Linked DNA regions of Danio rerio: region 1 is linked to region 2. Evidence: chromatin contacts called from public Hi-C data. All regions are on one chromosome and are shown on one strand. The core of a region is the stretch at or near the end of the contact, and the rest is flanking DNA. Distances in the headings are between cores, read along the strand shown. Region 1 has its middle 91 kb from the start of klf7b. Region 2 holds the start of creb1b (cAMP responsive element binding protein 1b).

Region 1 (3,954 bases), core at 1,138-3,637, 210 kb after region 2:
CATTGTGGATCCGTCAGCGCCGTTGTTGCTCACTGCAGAAGTTGGGACTAGCTCAACTTTTCAAGCCCCGACAGAAGCGTCAGCCAATCAGATCGCTGTATGCAAATACACCAGCTAGACAGTGGCCTATTGCTGACTGAATTTCATTAGCTGATGTTTCTATGACGATCGCTTCTGCCCCAACTTCAGTCATGCCTTCAGTCAAGCGTTGACGCTGAAGCCCCGTGTGAATGGAGCGTAAGGGTGGAAGAGGGGATTCTTCAAAATGAAGATGGCTGTTGTTATATGGATCTAAGGGTATTTATAGTGGCTTAGGAATAGTCTGATTGGTGATTCATAAATTGAATAATGCGGGGCCGGCTGCAAGCAATCATAAGCACGTGATCCTCTCGAAATTGGTTTATAAATAAATTTCAGTTAATTTTGGAAACCGCCAATCAGAGATCATCTTCAATGTTCAGTTGTGGTCAGTATTTATCTCTAATGTATTTGGTGTCAAAGTTTAACTTGGTGTTATTAAATTAATCTGCTGCAGCTGACTGCATTGCTGTGCTCATAGGATAACATAATTTAAAGGCTGATGGCTTTTCATTTGCATGTTGTTGCTTTTTACTATTAAAAGCAACAATTTTATTTTTTCTGACTTTTACAAGTAACCAAGCAACCTTCTGTCATTGTCCTGTGACCCCCATATTTAGTGATTTAAAAGAAACCAAAATATTTAAAGGAGACCAAGTGAAATGTTAAAGCTGATGGGTTAAAAAAATAAATTACAGCTAGAAGAATTATATAAGATAAATGATCTCTTAATGTGCTTGTTTAATGTACCAGTTGAATGTTTGTAAAAATCTGATGCACTTAAACCAGATGACCAAGATAATGACCAGATAATTTCCAACGCACTCTCACTCCAATTTAACTTTTTGATTCAATAGCTAAATCATATTCGTTTTATCTCATTCATACATTTTAATGTGATCTGCTCATTTCCCAATGAAGAGTGGGGTTTGGGACAGAGTTTGAGGCCATGTCTCATTTTAAAAACAGGTTTTCAAATGAATTAATCTAGCCACTTTTCTGACGATATGTAAAAGGTTTATTTTCCTTGAGATTGGGCTGCAATGAGTTTTGATGCCATGTTAGAATGTATGGATCAAAAACAGAATAATGTAAAAAAAATAAAATAAAAAATAGGACGCATATGAAACATGAATAGATCAATTGTTCATCCCAATTTCTTTAGCAACCATTTATAAGGTGTTAATAAAAGCTAGTTAAGGGGCCAAGAGACATTTAGGAGGCAGAATATTATACATGTGGATGGGGTTTTCTTTTATCTTGACCCAGTAAGAGTCCACCCACACCATCCTACTGTTTCCTTCATAAGATGTAAAATACAGTTTTGATCATATTATTGCATTTTAAATCCCAGTTTTGTGTTCAAGTCTGGCACAGTAGTGTCCTGGGGGGCTTCATTCATTGTGTAAGTGGACAGTAAACCGTCCAGTGCCTAATTAGTTTCTTCATCCATGAACAGAAATCAATTCCAGGACCAGAGCTTTGGCAAGCAGCTGACTTTGAAGCCATGCTATTGCATATCTCACAGTTCAGAGCGGCCCAAAATAGCTCGCTTCATCATGTGTCCTGTTGTGGACGGTTTGCAGTGGCTATAATGTTACTTTGTTTTGAATAAAAGCTCTACCTGTATTCCTCCTGGGCCGTCTCACTCCCCACTGACAACCCAGAACACATGTAAACCGCTTTTGCTGAAAATGCTGCCGTGGACAAATATGTCTCATAAATAGCCTCCTGTGTACCACACTACCCATCAGCCTCGCCATAAACCACTGCAGATTCAGCTGGAGAAAGGAGGCGAGGGAGGCCCCCCGGGCCAATTTACTGGCCCCCCTGATGCGGCGCTGTGCTGTGATCTGTCAGGCGGTCACTGGAGCCTCGCGGTGACAGACAGGCCAGCGTTCCACTCGACCCACTCCTCAACAGAGACCGAATTAAAGAGTCCCCCTTTGGCAGACAAGCACTCTCACTTTTGCGCACTCTGTCTTGTCCTTTCTTCCGGTCTCTCTCTTTGTTTCTGTCATTCCTCGGCACACTTCATGATGGTGTCTTGTGTGGAGCTGCAGGAATGGGCTTACTCGTCCTCATTAAGTTTGAGTGCAAGGGGGCTAATCCTCTCGGAAGCAGCCGTGGATTTGTGCTTCCCTCAAAGTCTGAGCTCACAACTCCACATTTTAGATACCGCTCCGGAAAGTTCTGATGCTGTCTAATCCCCCACACTAGTCTCCTTCTCGCAGAAGGTATGCTCTCAGAGTCATTTCTATTGGCAGAAGCATAGACTGAGCGTGTCCTTGGCCCAGTGAGGGGCTCACAGCACATGGTTGCGTCAGTGGGCTCCGAGCCATCGAGGTGACTCTGCTAGCTTTTTATTAGTCTGTGTGTGTGTATGTGGCAAAAGTAGCCACAAACCAAACGGAAAGCTTTAAGAGGCAAGCATTTGACACACGTTTCAATTCCTGAGTTTCCATAAGCTGTCAGCAGAGCTCGGCGAATGAAATCACGGTGGTTGATGAAGTGTTAGCCGCTTAGCAGGAGCGCTGTGTGTTGTGGTTCGGTGTGTCTCCGCGCTCTCCTGTCGATGCACTGAGATGAAGGGCCGGGTTGGGTTACATACATAACAAATCCATTATCTTGGGCGTCCAGTGACCTTTATGGAAATGGATTTGTCATGTTCCAAAGACCCCTTTAATCTTTGTCAGTATTATAGCTAATAGATAACCAGTGAGTGATGTTTTCTTGCCGGTGAACGTTTGGTTTATGAGACAACAAACTTTAAAGAATCCCATAATTGAAGATATGTGGCTGTTTCTTTAACTAGGGTCCCTTTTAAGAAGTACTCTTTCTTCCAGCTCTTTTCACAGGGACTTTTTATAAGTATTTATGTCAAAGGGGTTGCCAAACCTTACAATTAAAACCATCACAAATGTAAAAGTGTAATTTTAGATAATATAATTGTTTTATAAATATAAAACCATATATGCATAAATACATGCATCAATAACCTAATTATATAATAATAATAATAATAATAATAGGGGTGACACAGTGGCTCATTGGTTAGCACTGTCACCTCACAGCAAGAAGGTCTCTGGTTTGAGTCCCAGCTGGGTCAGTTGGCATTTCTGTGTGGAATTCTCATGTTCTCTCCATGTTCGCATGGGTTTGCTCTGGTTTCCCCCTCAGTCCAAAAACATGCTCTGTAGGTGAATTGAATAAAACTAAATTGGCCATAGTGTATGTGTGTGAATGAGTGTGTATGGATGTTTCACAATGAAGGATTGCAGCTAAAAGGGAACCCGCTGTGTAAAACATATGCTGGGTAAGTTAGCGGTTTATTTTGCTGTGGCGACGCCTGATGAATAAAGGGACTAAGCCGAAGGAAAGTAAACTGACTAGTTCCAGACACATTTAGCTGCTAGATGTTAGTCAGATTCTGTTCGGTTGTATACATTTCTATGTTCTTATTGCCAACTGTGTAAAGAATTATCGTCGTTTGTTTACCTTCAAGTTCTGCTTCCTTCAGTTGCTTAACGTGTGTGCACGTGAAGCAGCTGGTGAGTGCCAGCACACACACATATTATGTACATCTCGACAAGTAAAAGTGTTCCTCTATATGTTTTCATCGACGTCGTTCACGATACTTATTCATCCACAGAGTTTGTAATATCGTCAAATGTTTACAAATACAGTACTAGCTCAGCCATTTAGAGGTCATTTCTGGTTAATTATGTCAGAATTTATCGGTATTTTTGAATGGATACGTGAATGGTCTTTTCCGGAAAAATTCCACAACGTCTGTGCCTGTGTAAACAGTGCTTTTTTGACTTTCAGTAAAGTCATTGCGGATATTTACAGATATCATTGTGTGAAAGGGGCTAT
Region 2 (4,333 bases), core at 415-2,914:
ATATATATATATATATATATATATATATATATACACACACACACAATTTTACTAGATGACTCAAGTTTGCAAAGCCTTTAGGTTAATTGGGATGATTTTGTAGAGGAGTGACGTATAAATATATTTATGCAAGTTATTATATGCATATACGAAACAACCTACAGTTGTAAATAAACACAATGAAGCAAATATCAAAGTAAAATAGACAGTGTTTTATATATCACGAGCTAACCTGCATCATGATTGTAAATCCTATTTAATACATTTACACATGAAACAACATACCAACAATGTCCCACCAGTTCCCTAAATAAAATGTACCATCACAAATAGCAATGTGAGCAACAGACTCAAAACCTATCACACAAATATCACATCAAAAATTATTATTAGTATAATTGTTTTTCTATCCCTGGTAAGATTACACTTAACTTTGAAAAATATAAAATACATAAAGTATATAATGGTACAATATCAAAAATCATCAAATAATGCTAAGTGGGTGTATTAATGATCAAATATGTACAAAAATGTAATGTATTGTACATTCTCATTGGGTGTGAAACAAAGACCAATAGCAGAATCTTGAAATAGAAAAGATGAGGAGAGGGAGCGAGCTCCAGCATGGCAGAAAGCGTGAACAGACAGTAATGTGATCTCATGACGCTCATAGTCTATCTGTGGTTTGATTGGTCATGCATAGTTCTCCCTCTACTTTTCAAATCCTATTTTCTGCCAGACAGATTATTCACGGAAACGTGTAGCTGCTGTACATTCGTAAATCTTGACATCTAAAAACGAGCATGCATCTAAAATTAAACCTACTGATGTAAAAAAAAAACAAAAAAATAACGCGGTTTAGTTATTTCAAAAACACTGTTGGCAAACCAGAAGAAATGCTTTAACATGCATCATCTAAATAGCATGTATTGAAATCGGCTGGTGCAACTTAATGTAAAACATGCAACAATTTAGCATTTCTTTATTAGCCATCTGAAATGTTCAGATATTAAAAAGTTTGCTATACTTTTATATAACCACATCTAACGTTATTTGCTTTAGGGTGCTCGTTTAAAAACGTGCATAATGAAACTTCAATAATAACTCAGCCCAGGAGGACTGCAATATAATCAGGGCGTGTCCAATAAATCGCACAATGAATCAACGATATTAGAGAAGATTAAATCATTGCTGAATGATATAACGTTAAGAGTATTACATCCTGAATTCACCTAGCAGCACACATTTTTGAAACCAGGGCGTGAAACAATTTAACAAGAAAGGGGAAAACCCACATATATGATCTGTACAGATGCATAAAGAAAACCAGGGGTGTTGTGCATCCATATTTCTTTGCATTTTAAACGATCAACCATGCATCAAGATTTCCCACCCTGGGTTTGAGTTGGTCTCCCGTTTTGCCTCCCCTCCCTCTCCATGCAACAACTACAGCCGCCATGATCTCTTTGTTTCCAACGGGCCGAACCCAAACCAGACTCTTATGCCATTCTGGACGAGCCCTTTCCCTCCGGACACTTGTCTCCTCTTACCGATACAGACTCCTTCCGTCACTCTCGAGCCCTCGGAGCTCCACTTTTATTCAGGCCGACACGTAAGAGACCGCGTCAGGCTACACCTCCGTCGCGTCACCGAGAACAACAACACAGAGAACGAGACGAAAATCCGATCATCAACCCCACTGCACTGGGCGAAAGCGACCGAGAGTGGGCCGGAAATAGCCGAGTGGTGACGGATATAAACGAAGTGACGCCGAAGCCGAACGAAATGGCGCGAACGCGATTTCCTGGTGATAGTTTGCCAACGAGCATCTCTCTCGCTTTCTCTTTCTTGATGAAACCGTTTATTTTATTACGCCCTGTGGAAGATGGACATTAACATAACGAAACTAACATTTTGGTTAATTAAAAAAAAATTTGTCCTTGTTGTCTACCTCATCTGTTAAATATAGGCCTACTTTATATTAACCGTGGGTGAGGATAAAAGACGTAGTACAAATATTTATGTAGTGGCATTTCCCCCTTGTTCCTTACTAGTGTTTTATTAGTAAATAATTTGGCAAATATGTATTTTACAAGCTAAACATACAAAATCAAGGCAGGGCACTTGACAATTAGGAATTCGCTCTCATCAAAATTGGATGATCAGGTCAGTGACAGGATTCTGAGATTAATGTAAAGGACATGAAGCTGTCATAATAAATAAGACAATGTTCGCAATTGTTGTTAAATTATGTTTGTGATCTGTTCAAGAAACAAAATATATATGAAGCTTTTAGATTTTTTTTTCTTTCGAACATTTTTTTTGTTCCTCCTTATCAATCATATTTGCAACATGATTTGGCTTATCTTGGACAGCCTTCGATTGGGAAAATATGCATTGAGAGACTTTATAAGTTTAATGACAACAAAGATGGAATATAGGCTACAATGTTTGTGTACACACACACACACACACACACACACACACACACACACACACACACACACACACACACACACACACACACCTTACTAGGCGTGGAAGAATAACCGTTTTCAAGGTATACCGAGGATTGGAAAAGTCGAGGTTTTAAATGCGCCAAAATGTTCTGTAATAACGCTCATAAGGTATGTGTCAATTTTTTTTTTATTTACATTTTTTTGTTTGTTTTTAGGACAGCAGTATCTCCAGAAGAAAATATATCCAAAGATGCCATTTTAAATTGTAAAGAAATCTGTGTTTTTGAAACAAATGAATAAACACCCACACCCACACTTACGCACACACACTCATACTGCCCACACACTCAGTCTCTATTTCATACTTAAACACACAATCACTCACAAAAAAAAATGTTAAAATTGTGTTTAGCATGCATAAATATGGCAAGTATATACTTTTTAAGGCCATGAAAACTCCAGCCTTTTTCATGTGCTAGATTACGAAGTGACCTGTCTTAAAAAATACTAATAGGTGTGGCATGGATTGATTTTCTCGATAATGTTTATATAATGCTTTCTTGGTTAGGAAACATCTTAGGGATTTCCAAACAGTCTAATTTGTGGTTCTAATTAGTTAGACATTGAAAAAGAGAGCTGAAGTCCAAATCGAAAAAGTATCACAGATTACCTGAATTTATGTTTTAGTAAATTTTGTTTATATTTTGAAATGTAATTTCTACAGTATAGGTTTTCAACCAATAAAAAGCTACTTTTATTTAGTTAAATTATGGTAACCACAAATTAACCATGCTTTGCTACAATGTAGTTTAACCATGGTATTTAAATTTGTAACTCATGATACACCTATTTGCTTAATGAAGATGTATTGAAGTTCACTAGCTGCAACCCGTAAGCTATATGGTTATGTTATCCAGCAGTGAGTTTTAGTTGTTAACTGTGTATTGGCAATCCATCATATGCAAAACAAAACCATCGTGTTCATCAATTAATAATTAATTCAACATAAATTTTCAAGACAAAGACAAATCACCCTATTATTAGCACTAGTCGACGCTGGCTTTCCTATCTGAATTGAACATGCTAAATTCGCAAACATACCTCATTATAAATGGAGAGGAATACCATGATAGTCAGTTTTGGTAAATTGCAATTATTACCATGCTCTTACTAAATAAATCCATTATGTGAAGCATGCATTTAGAAATGGATCACAAAAAATTCCAGTCTTTTCTTCTGCCACCGAATGGGGCATGAAATGCAGTGGCTCCTGGAGCCATAGTGCAGAACGAGTAAATATATTAAATATTTAAAATATGGGGACAAAAAAAAGGTCTCCCAGCAGACTCCATATTAATGTTTTATTTAACACTCCCTTCTAGGCCTATGGATTTAGTGCCTTTACAGACATTAGCTCCGAGTTGTCTGTTAAGGCAATGTATTATTTTATTCTTGATTAAGTACATGAAAGTAAAACATAACCTTTAAAACTGCAAATTTTAAATTGATTTCAATAGAGAAATTAAGTAATCTTAGCTCATTGCAATGTATACAAATCAAGTTTTAATAGTGTTAACAATGTTTGAACATGGCGTGGATTTAATTACTGGATTTTTAAATAAATGGAGGATTAGATGTTTTTAGTGGGAAAACAAACATGGGGCTATTCGGCTAAAAATAATCATCAGAAAAATAAATCCTGGTGCAAATATTGCTCTTTTATAAAGTTAATTTCCAACACTGCAGGTGCTCATTGTATACACAGTATATAGACAATATACAGCACACTAAGCTCTGTTTACAATATATGCAATAAACCTGTAGTGTATACAATAGCTTTTGACACAAGACTAGTGGTCATTTTGACTTGTGAA

What was found. Hi-C and Micro-C count contacts between places; a contact is called where the count stands out from the background.
Region 1: a Hi-C map of an unstated tissue shows a contact between it and region 2, with 3 times the contacts expected there. The contact joins the enhancer-like site here to the promoter of creb1b in region 2.

The regions. Positions count from the first base shown.
Region 1 is chr9:30,157,619-30,161,572 of GRCz12tu, forward strand. No RefSeq gene overlaps it. Among named protein-coding and RNA genes, the nearest start is that of klf7b, 91 kb to the left of the region's middle. Within about 2 kb of position 2,388, at least 9 of the 62 cell types and tissues checked have an H3K27ac peak or open chromatin away from gene starts, as enhancers often do.
Region 2 is chr9:29,946,850-29,951,182 of GRCz12tu, forward strand. creb1b (cAMP responsive element binding protein 1b) reads right to left here and starts at 1,665. Exons shown (of 7, transcript NM_001017818.1): 1 at 1,551-1,665.